Linked DNA regions of Zea mays: all the other regions are linked to region 5. Evidence: chromatin contacts called from public Hi-C data. All regions are on one chromosome and are shown on one strand. The core of a region is the stretch at or near the end of the contact, and the rest is flanking DNA. Distances in the headings are between cores, read along the strand shown. Region 1 holds the start of LOC103644020 (serine/threonine-protein kinase STE20). Region 2 has its middle 50 kb from the start of LOC109943797. Region 3 holds the start of LOC109943549. Region 4 holds the start of LOC542041 (m4 protein). Region 5 holds the start of LOC109943550 (cytochrome b5).

The links. Hi-C and Micro-C count contacts between places; a contact is called where the count stands out from the background.
Region 1: a contact with region 5 is called in a Hi-C map of endosperm, with 2.5 times the contacts expected there. The contact joins the promoter of LOC103644020 here to the promoter of LOC109943550 in region 5. A contact is called at or near these places in 6 of 25 Hi-C or Micro-C datasets (bundle sheath, ear, endosperm and 2 more).
Region 2: a contact with region 5 is called in a Hi-C map of ear, with 2.2 times the contacts expected there. The contact joins the enhancer-like site here to the promoter of LOC109943550 in region 5. A contact is called at or near these places in 3 of 25 Hi-C or Micro-C datasets (ear, endosperm and leaf).
Region 3: a contact with region 5 is called in a Hi-C map of leaf, with 4 times the contacts expected there. The contact joins the promoter of LOC109943549 here to the promoter of LOC109943550 in region 5. A contact is called at or near these places in 4 of 25 Hi-C or Micro-C datasets (leaf and tassel).
Region 4: a Hi-C map of bundle sheath shows a contact between it and region 5, with 2.8 times the contacts expected there. The contact joins the promoter of LOC542041 here to the promoter of LOC109943550 in region 5. A contact is called at or near these places in 6 of 25 Hi-C or Micro-C datasets (bundle sheath, ear, leaf and 1 more) and 1 of 3 datasets of contacts at active chromatin or transcription factors (leaf).

The regions. Positions count from the first base shown.
Region 1 is chr1:284,310,349-284,313,048 of Zm-B73-REFERENCE-NAM-5.0, reverse strand. It overlaps LOC103644020 (serine/threonine-protein kinase STE20), which reads right to left and starts at 1,353. Exons shown (of 18, transcript XM_008667209.3): 1 at 405-1,353; 2 at 205-293. The coding sequence starts at 1,239. It overlaps LOC100192488, which reads right to left. Exons shown (of 13, transcript NM_001137708.1): 12 at 2,697-2,700; 13 at 2,331-2,615. The coding sequence ends at 2,460.
Region 2 is chr1:283,950,784-283,953,483 of Zm-B73-REFERENCE-NAM-5.0, reverse strand. No RefSeq gene overlaps it. Among protein-coding and RNA genes, the nearest start is that of LOC109943797, 50 kb to the right of the region's middle. Within about 2 kb of position 1,438, at least 8 of the 20 cell types and tissues checked have an H3K27ac peak or open chromatin away from gene starts, as enhancers often do. A contact at or near this core is called in ear and leaf, where this site is marked.
Region 3 is chr1:283,849,799-283,852,498 of Zm-B73-REFERENCE-NAM-5.0, reverse strand. It overlaps LOC109943549, which reads right to left and starts at 1,298. Exons shown (of 2, transcript XM_020546942.1): 1 at 1-1,298. It overlaps LOC542041 (m4 protein), which reads left to right. Exons shown (of 8, transcript NM_001111681.1): 3 at 1,305-1,369; 4 at 1,452-1,551; 5 at 1,671-1,712; 6 at 1,894-1,935; 7 at 2,044-2,162; 8 at 2,643-2,700.
Region 4 is chr1:283,877,879-283,880,578 of Zm-B73-REFERENCE-NAM-5.0, reverse strand. LOC542041 (m4 protein) reads left to right here and starts at 1,323. Exons shown (of 8, transcript NM_001111681.1): 1 at 1,323-1,807. The coding sequence starts at 1,623.
Region 5 is chr1:284,103,897-284,106,596 of Zm-B73-REFERENCE-NAM-5.0, reverse strand. It overlaps LOC109943550 (cytochrome b5), which reads right to left and starts at 1,385. Exons shown (of 3, transcript XM_020546943.2): 1 at 1,086-1,385; 2 at 620-686; 3 at 1-522. The coding sequence starts at 1,172. The coding sequence ends at 269.

The DNA.
Region 1 (2,700 bases), core at 104-2,603, 210 kb before region 5:
AGAGATACATGCTTATATTTTAAAGACAAAAATGCAAGGACTCAGAAATCAGAAAGCAACCACATTTATGAGATTCTCCCACAATTAAGCCCATGCAAACAAAATGCTCACAACAAAAGCAATATGGTTGCCAAATATGAAATATGTCTTGGGTAGCCTTCCGGAATATTCACAGAACTTTGTAATAAGAAGCTAGAAACTAACCCCTTCTGTTAATGAGATGATCTTGACAGCCACAAGCTCCTGCGTTCTGAGATCCCTTGCTTTGTACACTGCACCATATGAACCTTTCCCTGCATTTCCAATTGAATTTGCATTGCGCAAAATAGCTCAAAATTTCAGGCATTATACAAAAAGACATATAAAGAACTAATGAAATAATAATTCCAGAGCAAGAGTCGCACCAAGCTCATGGAGCAGCTCGTACTTGGTGGAAGGATCCTCCCTGGTAACACTGTCTGGCACCGAGCTGACCGATGGCTTCCGCCTTGAATGTTGTTGCTGTTGTTGCTGCATCAGAGGCGATGGCTGCCGGAGCTCCTCTGACTGCTCCACCGCTGGAGTCCAGAAAGAGGACCCGAAACCCCCGCCGCCGCCAGAGGCAGATTCATGGGAACTGGAGCCCCCGCTGGTGTGGCGAATGAAGGTGCCAGAGAACGACCCGCGGGGGCTCGACGGGCTCCCTGGCCGGCGGATGAATGTGCCGGAGGCTGACTTCCCGGGGCTCGACGGGCTGCCGGTCCGGCGGATGAATGTGCCAGAGACGGACTCGCGAGGGCTAGACGAGCCACCCGAGCGACGGATGAATGTGCCGGAGGCGGACCCGCGAGGGCTGGAGGAGGTTCTCCCCGAGCGTGTGGTGGAATGAACGACGAAGGTAGAGTACGGGTCGTCATCGGTAGCGCGGGGGCTTGAGCGCCGCAGATCCAGGAACGGAGATCGACCGGAGGCCGGGACGCCGCTCTTGAAGGCCGCCGTGGCAGAGAGGGAAGCATCGTCAGGGTCGGAGGAGTAGGGGTCCTCGTCGTCGTCGAACGAGGCGCCGCCAAAGTCCTTGGGGAGCCGCTGAAGAAGCGGAGGCAGCGAGGAGGGGTCTTCCTCCTCGTCTTCCTCCGCCCGCGTGGAGGGGCCCCTGCCGCCGCGGGCGTCGTCTTCATCGTCATCGCCGTGGACAACGAAGGTTGAGTAGACGTCGGTTTTCTTGGCACGCGACCACGGCGAGCGCGGGGAGAAAGCCATGGCGTGCCACGCGAGGTGGGACTGGGAGGAGACGGTGAAGGTGCTCGTCGGGAATGGCAAATGGGGAAAATTGTTTGTTTAGTTGGATCCAGTTCACTCGAATCTGGCAAATACGGGTCGGGCTTGGATGGGCCATCCCATTTTAGGCCCACACGACCACACCCAATCACCCACAGTCCAGAGAGCTTCGAGGACTGAAGGGTCTCGCATTTCCCTCCTCTCAGTTGCATTTGTACGGTTGCACACGAGATCATTTTGAAAAAAAAAACAATGCAACGATGTGGGAGAACGTTTAGAGCTAGTTACCGGTGGGAAGATGTTGGATGGTAGAACGTTTAGGGAAAGTCTAAAATCCGGAGGGTATTGAAGGGCTTAAAATCACCTTCTTATTTAAAATTGAATAAGGAGTGAATTTTAGCCTCTTTAATCCTCTCCGGGTCTAGTTGGAATTGGAGGAGTAGAGCGTTCTAGCCCTTTCAATCCCCTGCGGTTTTCTGGCTTCCAAACTAGTCTTTATTGGCATATATGTTTCCACATCACACGTGGTAGGGTGAAACCATCATTACAATTTACACATTACATCCTAAGAAGAAGGCCATATTTGATTAGAGGGACTAATCTTTAATCTCTAATTTTTAATCTTGTTTTCTAATTTTTAATCTTGTTTAGTCCTTATTTTACCAAACGGAAGGACTAAAGTAAAGACTAATTGGTTTTAGTCTTTAGTCCCTCACATGGGTGCTAAAAGTGACTAAAAAGCAACATTTACGCTAATTGTCTGTGACTAGAAAACTGACGTCATACATAGAAAACACTAAAAAGTGTATTTTTGTCTTTATATGTTACATTTAATATATTTAGAATATGTTTAGTCCATACAACCAAACACGATATGGACTTAACTTTAGTCTTAAAACTAATGAAACTAAACGCGACCGAAATATCCCGCAATCCACAATGGGATAAAAATAACAGAACATCGAAAGGAGGCTGACCAATAAAAATCAGGTCAATGGTTCATATAACTGGCATCTGCAGAACCAAAAAAAAACATCTGATTGGGATTTGCTATTAGGTCAAACAATTGCTTATGCAGTTTCAAAAAAAAATCGCTTATGCAAATTTCTCCCATATACAACTAAAGTTACACTAGCACATTCCTCCTGAAACAGTAATACTGAAAACATACTCTTTTGATTTGCGTGGTTGAATCTACAAGCTTATACGGTTTGTTTCCAGAATTTGATCGATCTATCGTTTCCACAACTAACAAAAACTGGCTCAACTGGGGAATGGTCGAGCCATCTAGGAGCACCAGTGCTGCCAGAAGGCAATCTTGTAACCTTTTCAGCAGTAAGTGCATCCCAGACGACAACCTGAAGAGTGACATATCATAGTTAAGCTCTATTTCCCTGCTGAACTACAAATACATATACTGTTCTGAAATTGAGATTTACCTCA
Region 2 (2,700 bases), core at 189-2,688, 150 kb after region 5:
CCGGCACTGTGTTCTTCTAGATGGTCTGTGGGAATGCCAAAAGGTTCACCAGAATGGTCTGCACATGCACTTCATGTACATTGTCTCCGAGTGATCCTATGGTCAGTTTGGTGATCTGTCGGATGGACCACAGGAACATAGATAGAACCTATGTGATTCATGTGTTCTTGATGTTCTTGGGCGTGAAACTAGGGTTATTGGGTGATTTTCCACTGGCATGTGTAGTGATCACTAGGAGTGTTTGGGTGAGGTGTTAGGGTTGTGCAACCTAGAGTTTGAGTTTCTAGTTGGGAGATGAAACTAGTAATCAAACATCTCGATCTCATTTTATATAGGAGATTCAAACAGAGCAACTCCAAGAGACTATATATGGTGTTGTTTGGTTCACAAAATGTAACGTAAATGTTAATGTTAATGATTCACATTCGAATACCAGCGGTAACAAATTTGAATAAGGCGGTGTCCATTTATAGTATGGTATCGATTACGGTTGGACTTACAAACATGATTTAACGTTATCAGTTACCAATTACGTTACCAATATGTGAACCAAATAGCACCTATATTCTTTCTAATTAATACGGATAAAGATTTTTATAAAAAATACCCTCTAACAACTTATTTAAATGGTTATCCAAATATAAACATCTTCTATTTTGGGTTTTTCGATGGCTAAAAATAGAAAACATAAATGGCTCTCTAGAGTATAAACAAGATATAGAAAAGTTGTTGGAGATTGGAAAGATATAGAAAAGTGGTATTTATACAAAATGACTCTGCAAATGATAATTTATAGAGCGAAATTTATAAAGGCTCTTGGAGGCACTCTTATTGGTGTGACAAAGCAAAGTTGGTCTGTTGTACCCCAGCAAAGTAGGGTCTAGCACTTTATCTAGATGCACATTCAGGTACTGTTGTACCTTCTTTTTATCCGAAATTCTTCTGAAAAAGCTAGGAGCACGAAAAGCTTCCTAGAATATCTAAAGTTTCATATCGAGATCATGTTATAAATAAAATCTGCTGTGGCCAATCTTTTGTATTAGTGATTTGAAATGGTAGGACCTGCAATGGAGACGTATATGGCGGACCTAAACGAATTCGAAGACATCCATGATTTTTTAGTGGACAAACATTTCGTCAACATGTAGAGTGCTTTGCCATAATTTTTTCATGGCACACGCACATGACATGAGCTTCATAGATTGTATATAATGACCTCGCTAGTCGTTCTCAAACTAAACACACGATAGGTTTCTTTATTTTCTTCAAACTAAACAGGCGATAAATTGTTCAACTACCTCCAAAAGCGCAGAAAATGCTTTCAATTATCTCACCAGTAAACTATTGTCGTTGTCTGCAATAATATGCAGCCGAAGAGGATAAAATTGCTGTAGCTTTTTGGCAAGGTCAGTGCACTGCACGATCGTGAAAGCTGTCAGCCTGTCACTGTCGATCTTACAGCATGCCAACGGTGGTTCATATCCAATGGTATCTTTTGTCGACCTTTTCATGTGACTGGGCTTTTTAGAGAATGCAATTCCTTTTGTCCTCTAGTTAAATTATCTAAAGTTTTGTTCAATTTATAGGGGAAACATCAAATTCTAATATTTATAGCATCAAATAGGAGTAGTAAATTTTAAACCTAACGAATTTTCTATGACACTTATTTGGCATAATAAATATTGTTTTATATATATAATTAATTAAATTCAATATAATTTGACCTGAGATCAAGAACTATGTTCTTTTTAGTGATCATCAGTCAGCACTCAGAAGCACAGCACAAAGCGTTAGCGATAAAAAGGTAAAACTCTTATGAAGGATAAGTTTGGATCAGAATGCATTGTTTTCTCAATAGTACCACTGGCACAGATGTGTGCTGTTTCTGGAATAAGGATATGATTTGTTACCGTTGCTATCTTGACTCTGATCACGGCCTCACAGGAACCAGAATATTAGGTTGCCGACACAAAAGTATTCGCATATATAGGATATATAGCAAAAGTAGGATAAATTATTATAGATATTTTAAAAACTCAAATCCCGAATATAAACTAATTTCCCTTATTTTTTTTAGAGCTAATTTGGCAACTTCATTTTCCTAATTGATTCTCATTTTTTAAGAGAAAATGAACTAATTTTATTTGAGAAAATGAAAATCTTTTAGAAAATAAGATTTGCCAAACTAGCCCTTAAGGTTTATTTGGTGCAAAGAGATCACAGGGGATTGGAGATAATTGAGAGAAAATAAACGAATTTTCCCTTCAGTCCCCTTTAATCTCCTAGTCACCAAATCAGTTTTTAGTGATAAAAGAAAACAGGATTGATGATTGTTTGAGGTATCTCGAATCAGTATATCTGTATATGATAGGTTCTTTCACAAGCATGCATGTGCAGTATTGAATTAAAAAACAGAAATACATTTGAGCCAGTGAATTAAAAAAACAGAAATACATTTGAGTATGCAAGAAAACATGTATGTGCAGTATTGAGTACTGCTTCTCCTGCACCACCTCACTCACATCAAATCGCCGTTGCATCTTACGAGCGGGGGGGGGGGGGGGGGGGGGGGGGGATCAGTGGGCAGCACGCATCCCCGATAGGCTAAAAGTTGGCGTCAATTATGCAGCGTCACTATACGTTACCTTGGCGCCAATGACGATGGCGCCGAAGTTAAGATTCATTTTTGAAATGAAACTG
Region 3 (2,700 bases), core at 49-2,548, 250 kb after region 5:
AATGTTTGAGGTGAAAGCAATTTAATGGTTTGTAAAAGTAGGGATTGTATCAGGGGCGAAGCTACTATGTAGCCAGTGGGTGCAAATGCACCCCCTAAAATTTTAAAAGTCAGTTATAGTGTTCAATTTTTCACCATATATGCATCACTCACATCTCATCCTTATGCATCCACAAGAGAGGTGCACCCCTTCATGTTTGCTCTAGCTTCGCCACTGGATTGTATGTTTGATATGCGCTTGGTATTAAGAGAAAAAAGAATACAACCATCTGATTACAGAATCTGCAATACCTCAAAAGTTGAGGCCAGAGTAGGATGCAAATAGAACAAATAACCAATCACTGATGGGAAAGGAAAAACATGAGCAAGACAACATCCTATGCAAAAGCTTATCTAAGACCTAGACCAGTGAGACCTCTGGCATCAGCCATGCGCCAGAGGTGAGTTTCCCCCATGAGACCCCTTTGAGCATCCTGGATTAATATGCACTGACCATGTCAAATAGTTGTGATTGACCTCTGGCCAGTGTAAATTGGCATACCCCAAAATATGGAAGGGGGGAATGGCATGGGTTATTTCCACCATTTGATTCACTTCAAAAATTTCTTCTCTTGTATGTTTGGTAGAAATGGCAATCGCAAGACATAAGCGCTGATACACGGTCGACAGTTAAAAGAAAACATGGGTGTAAAACAGAAACTAAGACAAGATATTGATATATTAGAGTACTCTCATTTATAAAGAAGTATTATATATCTATATTAACCTACATGTTTATTCATTAACTGTTTTCATGTGCATCTGTATGGTCATCGAGTCCCACCGGTTCTTTTTATTGAGGAACATGCATATATAGACCCTGAATACCAATAATATGTGATACCAGTGTGTAAAGGAGTTTAGGGCAGTTTCTAGAAGCACTAATAAATCCAAACGTATTATATGTTGTCAACCGTTTATAATAATCCATGGAGCTTTGTCATATTCTTTTACTAAATATAGCGCTAGTAATAGTTATGTAATAAATTCGGTTTCAGATTAGTACTCCATTCCAAAATTGTAAGTCGTTCAAGCTTTTTTAGAGATAGCTTTTGCTACACACCTTGATATATGTTATGTCTAGATATATTGTAAAAACTATGTATCTAGAAAAGTTAGAACGACTTACGGTATGAAATGGAAGGAGTACAAAGAATACTGTGCTGCAAGGCAGTCCATGGTTCACTTAATTATCCTATTATGTTGAGTTCCTTTTCATGATGTTGACCCATATTAAATAATGTAAATGTTCTTTGCTTTGTGTAGGGCAATTGGTGCCATGAATATAGAAAACTAAAGGCGAAGGTCGAGACAATACAGAAATGTCAAAAGTAATTTGTAGTGATTAGTTGCTGAAAATATGTAATATGCCCTGTTGAAGATAAATATGACCAAGCCTTGTGTGTCCTGCAGGCACCTCATGGGAGAGGATCTTGAAACTTTGAATCTCAAAGAGCTTCAGCAACTAGAGCAGCAGCTGGAGAGTTCACTGAAACATATCAGAACAAGGAAGGTAGTATGATCTATATATTAGACTGCAGTGCATTACTTACGTGATGCCTACTACACCACTGACAGCCATGCGCTCTGCATGTTGGAAAACTAACAAGTAAATATTCACCGCATGCGCAGAGCCAGCTTATGGTCGAGTCAATTTCAGCGCTCCAACGGAAGGTAAATTGTTGAGCTTGCTAAAGTTGGCTGTTCGAACTTCCTCTTTTAAGAATTGTATGATTTCTTTAGCTGGCCATTAGATGGGCATGGTTTATTGCAAGTGTTAACTACTTTGGTTGCCTTGTTACATCCACAAAATATCTCTGCTCTTGCGCTGTGCTGCGATGCATTGTTACCGCAGGAGAAGTCACTGCAGGAGGAGAACAAGGTTCTGCAGAAGGAGGTAGGCAGACGCTGCTGCAACTCAACGTCGCCTCATCCATGCTCAACTGGCCCTCTGTTTTCTCATGAACCAAATCAAATTTACAGAAAGCGTTACTCCTGCATGCAGCTCGCGGAGAAGCAGAAAGACCAGCGGCAGCAAGTGCAACGGGACCAAACTCAACAGCAGACCAGTTCGTCTTCCACGTCCTTCATGTTAAGGGAAGCTGCCCCAACAACAAATGTCAGGTAGATAACAGATTACATTCACATCGTGCTACAATCCCAAATAGTGATGTGACCTCATTTTCGGGTAAAGATTTGAGTGTGCTTGGGCTTAGCTGAATCCCATTTCAAAAATACACTTGTGCATTTTCAAAATATACTCTTGTAGACCAGCATGAGCAATGTTGGCAGTTGACCCACAATGTTCCTTCAAAAAAACTTGGATCGTTAAAGAGCCACAAAGAAAAAGAAAAAAAAATCTTCAGGAAATGATAGGTTAGTTTTTTTCTTCACATAAGGTATGTGGTCATTTTTTTCTACAAATTTTCGTGTCATCCCTCTAGATGTACGGGTTTTTTTTTGAGCTTGCGGTTTTTATCTTGTAAATTTCCAAAACAGTAGCCGCACGCCTGTGCTCAGCCAGGTAAATTTCCTGCAGACGCACTGCTGACATGTCAGGAAGCAACTGGCTGAAAAATGACCGTTTGTGTCCGGTTTTTGCAGCATCTTCCCTGTGGCAGCAGGCGGGAGGGTGGTGGAAGGGGCAGCAGCGCAGCCGCAG
Region 4 (2,700 bases), core at 74-2,573, 230 kb after region 5:
GCACTGTTGCTGTAGACCTGTAGCCGCCGCATCGTGCTCGTGCAGCAGCAGCAGGACTGCAGGAGACACAGGTGTCCCGCATTGGCCCGTCCCCGTCGTGGCCTGGCCGCTGCCGTCGGACCGGCCCAAAAGTGGGCGGCCCCTTGCTGCGTCAGCCCGCCCCACGCGTTGTCCGCCTCTCCGGACTGCGAAAAGTGACCGAGCCGGGAAACCAGGCGACCAGTTGCTGCCCCTTCCCCGTTTTGCCCAAACATTACCCCGCAGACTTCATCACGTGCACGGCGTACGGTGCGCTTAAAAAAGCAAAATAAAAATAAAAACCCCGACGAGCCGCATACTCCAAACAATCTGATATCTTTAATGCTTGGGCACCGCTGCACGTGGCACCAGCACGGCCGTGCAAATTAATTTGAAAGCAAAACATTCCGATACAAAAAATGACAACAACGAATCTAGTTAGATCTATTTAAAACAATACCTCCATTCTCGAATATTTATCGTCCACTAGTTCAGTTTTTAACGCGCGCGACAAATAAAAAAGAACTAAGAAAGTATACTACTCCACTACCATCCTAATGCCTACTTTGAGTAATCTAGTATTGATCCTAATCCATATGTATTAAGGTGGTTTGCAGTATAACTTAAACTAATTTACATATAATCCACCTCAACACATATGGATTATGGTCAATACTAGAGTATCCAAACAAAGCTTAAGGATTGTTTGGTTTCTAACTATTTTTTAATCCATCCATTTTATTTTATTTTAGACCCTAAACTAATAAATACGATAACTAAAATAGAACCCAAACACCCATAGAGACTAAACACCCCCTAAAACAAGTCTTGTTCTCATATGTTAGAGTCAAACGTTTTTATTTTTAATAAAACATATAAAAATAACACTAATAGTTTTAATATATAAATAGAATTAATAGATGGAGCGTTGGTTTTTTTGTGTAATAAATTTATTCGAAGATACTACTGCTAATACTTTGGTCGAAAATAAATGTTATAGCGATATTCATTATAGCTACCAGTAGTCGAGTGGAGTAGATAGAAACAAAAACAGATAATAGCTGCTGCCTGCCAGCATCTTGTCGTCATTACTTCATGCCAGGCAAGGTGTGTGAGAGAAGCCGGTTTCGACCGTACGAGGAAAGACCCTGGCAGCGGGCCCTTGCGATGAGAGATGCCGTGGGGCCAGGTGGGCCCGGGCACGCCGCATCGGCCAATGCCAGTTCGACAGCGGCGGCGGGGAAACCATCCCGGTTTCGCTATACCCCCTCCCCCTCCGATCCGTCGCGGCAGCGCTCATCACCGCTTTAAATCCGCCTCCTCCCAGCGTCTCCCTCCTCCCGGCCTGTCCCCTCACCTCCCTCCCCCTATCTCTCCACCGCCGCAGCTAGCTGCGACGTCATGCACTCGCCGGCGCCACCGCCACCGCATACTATCTACAATTAGCCAGCCGTAGGCTTACCTATCCTGTGTCAAGCAAGCCTCTCGCAAGCAACAAGGAAGGAAGCTAGCTAGTTTTATAGCTGCTGTCGGCGGCGGCGGCTGAAGCGACGTGCCTGAGCTAGGATTTAGGTTGAGATCAGGAGAGGGAGAAGGCGGCGGCGATGGGGCGCGGGAAGGTGCAGCTGAAGCGGATCGAGAACAAGATCAACCGCCAGGTGACATTCTCCAAGCGCCGCTCGGGGCTACTCAAGAAGGCGCACGAGATCTCCGTGCTCTGCGACGCCGAGGTCGCGCTCATCATCTTCTCCACCAAGGGCAAGCTCTACGAGTACTCTACCGATTCATGGTACGCTCTCGGCCCCCTCCGTTGCTTACGTTTCGACACTGCCCGCTGCGTGCTGCCCCATTTCCAAGCTGTTTGAAACTATGAATTGAGGTGATGCGTAATTATCTCTGTTCGAATTTGTTGAGAATTTTTGGAATTATGGTTATTGGGTAGACAGACGTACAGCTCTGGTTATGTGTAGATGAATCGAAGAGGCGTGTAGCGTGTCCCGTTCGTGCGCGCGCTATATATATACGGGGTAATTTTATGCTCCGCTTTCGCTGGTATGGCGTTGGTACTGCTCTGTTTGGGGGAAATTTTTGCTGCCATGCTGCATGTGCTAATTGCTTGACTAACTTGACTTCTCCGCAGAACACCAATACTATACATCTCATCTCGCCCTTATTCTGCACATCTCATCTTGTACTCAGCACCCTTAATCTGCGACTGGGGAAGTGGGGATTATATGGAGAGGAGTATAGTTTCTGTAATTTGGATTTTTCTCATCCAGGCCTGGCAGCATCAGTATTATTTAGGTTGCTGCTGCCTCGTTTCTTCGCCGAAGTGCTACTTAATTTGTGTGACTATTTCTTCGTTCTTACATTTTTTCTTCTTTCTGTGCCCCTTTTCTGATTGGCGCTACTTGTGGGCGCTCCCCATGGTATGGAGATACATGGAATCGTCAACTGCCACAAGCAACTATGCTAGCTTGTCTTTACTCTTTGCTGATGACTGACGATGCTGAGTCTGAACCCTGGTAGGACACGCTCATATCGAAAGCCCATGCTGCACTTAAGTTTGTACGTAGACTTTGTTCATTTGATATTGTTATGTGCTACATATCACTGTTAGGTTGCCATGATTTTCTTGAATGAACAGATAGGCACACGCACGCGGATTCCTACTTTCTTTAT
Region 5 (2,700 bases), core at 136-2,635:
TCAGGCAAATGTTTGCCTAAGTGTGTCTAAGAATCGAACATCATAGTGTAATTTGGGACAGGAGTACATATACCCATCCATGCACCATGGGTTGATCCCTCTAATGCCCTGTTCGTTTTTATCAAACCCATGGGGATTGAGAGGGATTGAATCCACTACAAGTCAAAATCCCCCTCAATCCACCCCAATCCCCCTCAATCCCCATGGATTAGGGATGAAACGAACAAAGCCTAAAAGGATCATCTGCCCAAGCATGGCACATTAACTTTCACTTCCTTCGCGCATACAATATAGCAACAACAGCTGATATCCCAATTACAGCTGCTGGGATTGCCCAGTACTGCACCACGTTGTCCTTAAGCTTGCTGGCAAATCCCGTGTCCTGCTCCTTCCTGAAAACCTCCATCTCAGGAATGTCAGGAGTTGGGTCCAAGTCCACCTCCCCAATGAAGTAGTCCTGCATTAGATCCTTGGCACTCTTGCTGTGCCCTGCATCGTCAAATTCTTCTGTAGCATCCTTACCTTCAGACAGAATGGCACGAGTCATACAACCCATAGAGAAACTAATACCACATGGTGAATGAATAGAGTAGGAAAAGTGAATCAGGGCAAGCAGTACCGGTTGCTTCGAGCAGAACATCGGCACCCCCAGGATGGTCTTCCAAATACTTGGTCACATCATAAATCTGCATCGCATTGACCAGCAGACAATTGAGTTTATGTAGCGATAGGATCAGTGCAGCATATCCCAATTCTACTTAACCTGAAGCTTCATTTCTAGGACAGCACAACCAATCTACTAACTAGTTTACCACGCCCTACCAATCTCCCAAACCTCACAACCAGAGTGCCGCTAGTATTGGCAAGAGTACGTGCACAGCAAGCAGCACATCACAGCAAAGGCCTTCCAGACATTCCATCGAACACGTTGCGAGAGAAATCGCATCGGAACTCGAACAGTATGCCCTCACTCTCCCCTCCGGCCCTCCCCTCCCCACGCGTTTATTACAATCTCTACCTACTGCTGCATGCATAATACCTATCTACAGCAAGGAGGATATGAGGGGGCAATACAGTGGCGCTACCTTGCCGTCGACGATGACCCAGCAGTCGTCGGGCGTGTTGTGGAGGGCAGCCTCCTCCATGCTGTACAGCTTCGTCAGCGTCGGCATCTCCGCCCCCTCGCGGCTCCCCTCTGTATCAACCAAATCGAAACGGCGATGACAAGGATGCCGCGAGTAGATTATACGAGGGGGCAACGACCGCCGCGGCTTGCCGAGGAAGACGACTAGACAAGAACGGTAGCAGGATACATACAGGCATACAGCTCGGGACTGCTGTCTTGCAGCGGAAGAACAAGTTGGAGGCGCGGGGTGGGATACAGGGTACTTGCTAGGGCTATTTTGCTCTCACGGCCCATGGGCTGATTAGAAATGTGTAGACATACCGTGTTGAAGCCCAATCCATGTAGCTAGCACTGAACATTTCTATCAAAAAATTTGGCAGGTTGGGCAACTGGCAACTCCATTCCAGGTTTCTGCAATTCTCTAAAAAAAAATAAATGGTCGATTAACTCCGCCACCCAAAAAAGTACGCGGGGCATCTTTTAGTAGTAGGTAACGTGTCCATCAACAATCAGTGGGCAGTGAGCCAGTGACGGATTCAGAAATGAGCTAAAGAGTGTCAAATTTTTAGTGACCAGTGACTGAATTTTTCTCTTTTCTTTCTTTCCTTCTCCTGTATCCTCTACCTTTTTCTTTGTGGGGGCTCATTTTTCTCTCATATTCTTTCTCCTCCCTTTTTCTCTATCCTCCACCTCTTTATCTAATGAGTTTTATGGATACAGAGAGGCTAGAGCCCCAACTCCACTTGGGATCCGCCCCCTTCAACAACACTATGTCTCATCTATATAGCAAAACCCTAAGAGCAACTCCAAAACCTCTCTATATTCTTCCTAATTTATATAAAAAGAGATTTTTGTAACAAATACCCTCCAACTGATTATCTAAATGGCTATCCAAATATAGCCATATTATATTCCAGGTTTTTTGCTAGCTAAATATAGAAAGCATGAATGACTCTCTAGAGTGCAAACAATATATAAAAAAGGCTGTTGGAGATTGAAAAGATATAGAAAACAATTTCCATGCAAATGACTCTCTAAATGATAAGTTAGAGAGTGAAATTTAAATAGACTCAAATACACTACACTCCGGATTAGTGTTATATATGTTCAACTCATAAAAACAATTTTTTATCAAAAAATATAGGACACGCCATAAAATGACTCAAATATACTACACCCCGAATTAGTGCTATATCTTTGTTTTGTACATCATTCTTAAGTTTTTTCTTTCCTAATAACACAATTTATTTTCTAAGATGCATAATTTAGGGCTTAAGTGTTAGAGCTTAATTTGCTATTGGTGTTCTAAACACTTTGATACGATGTAGTGTTTTGATTTTTAGGGCGCAATTTTGAGGCATCGAGATCTCGTCAAAATCATTCGATAATCTGTATAAAAAAATAGTGTGAGTTTTGAAAACAAACAGAATGGAACTACAAATACATGTGAAAGTATTATGATTCGTGAGCCACGGAGGCATCGGCTGGCACGAATACAAGGCATGTTTGGTTCACTATCTAAGTTGTCACATTTTGCCTAATTTTTCTGTCTAATGTTAGTTATTCAATTCGGA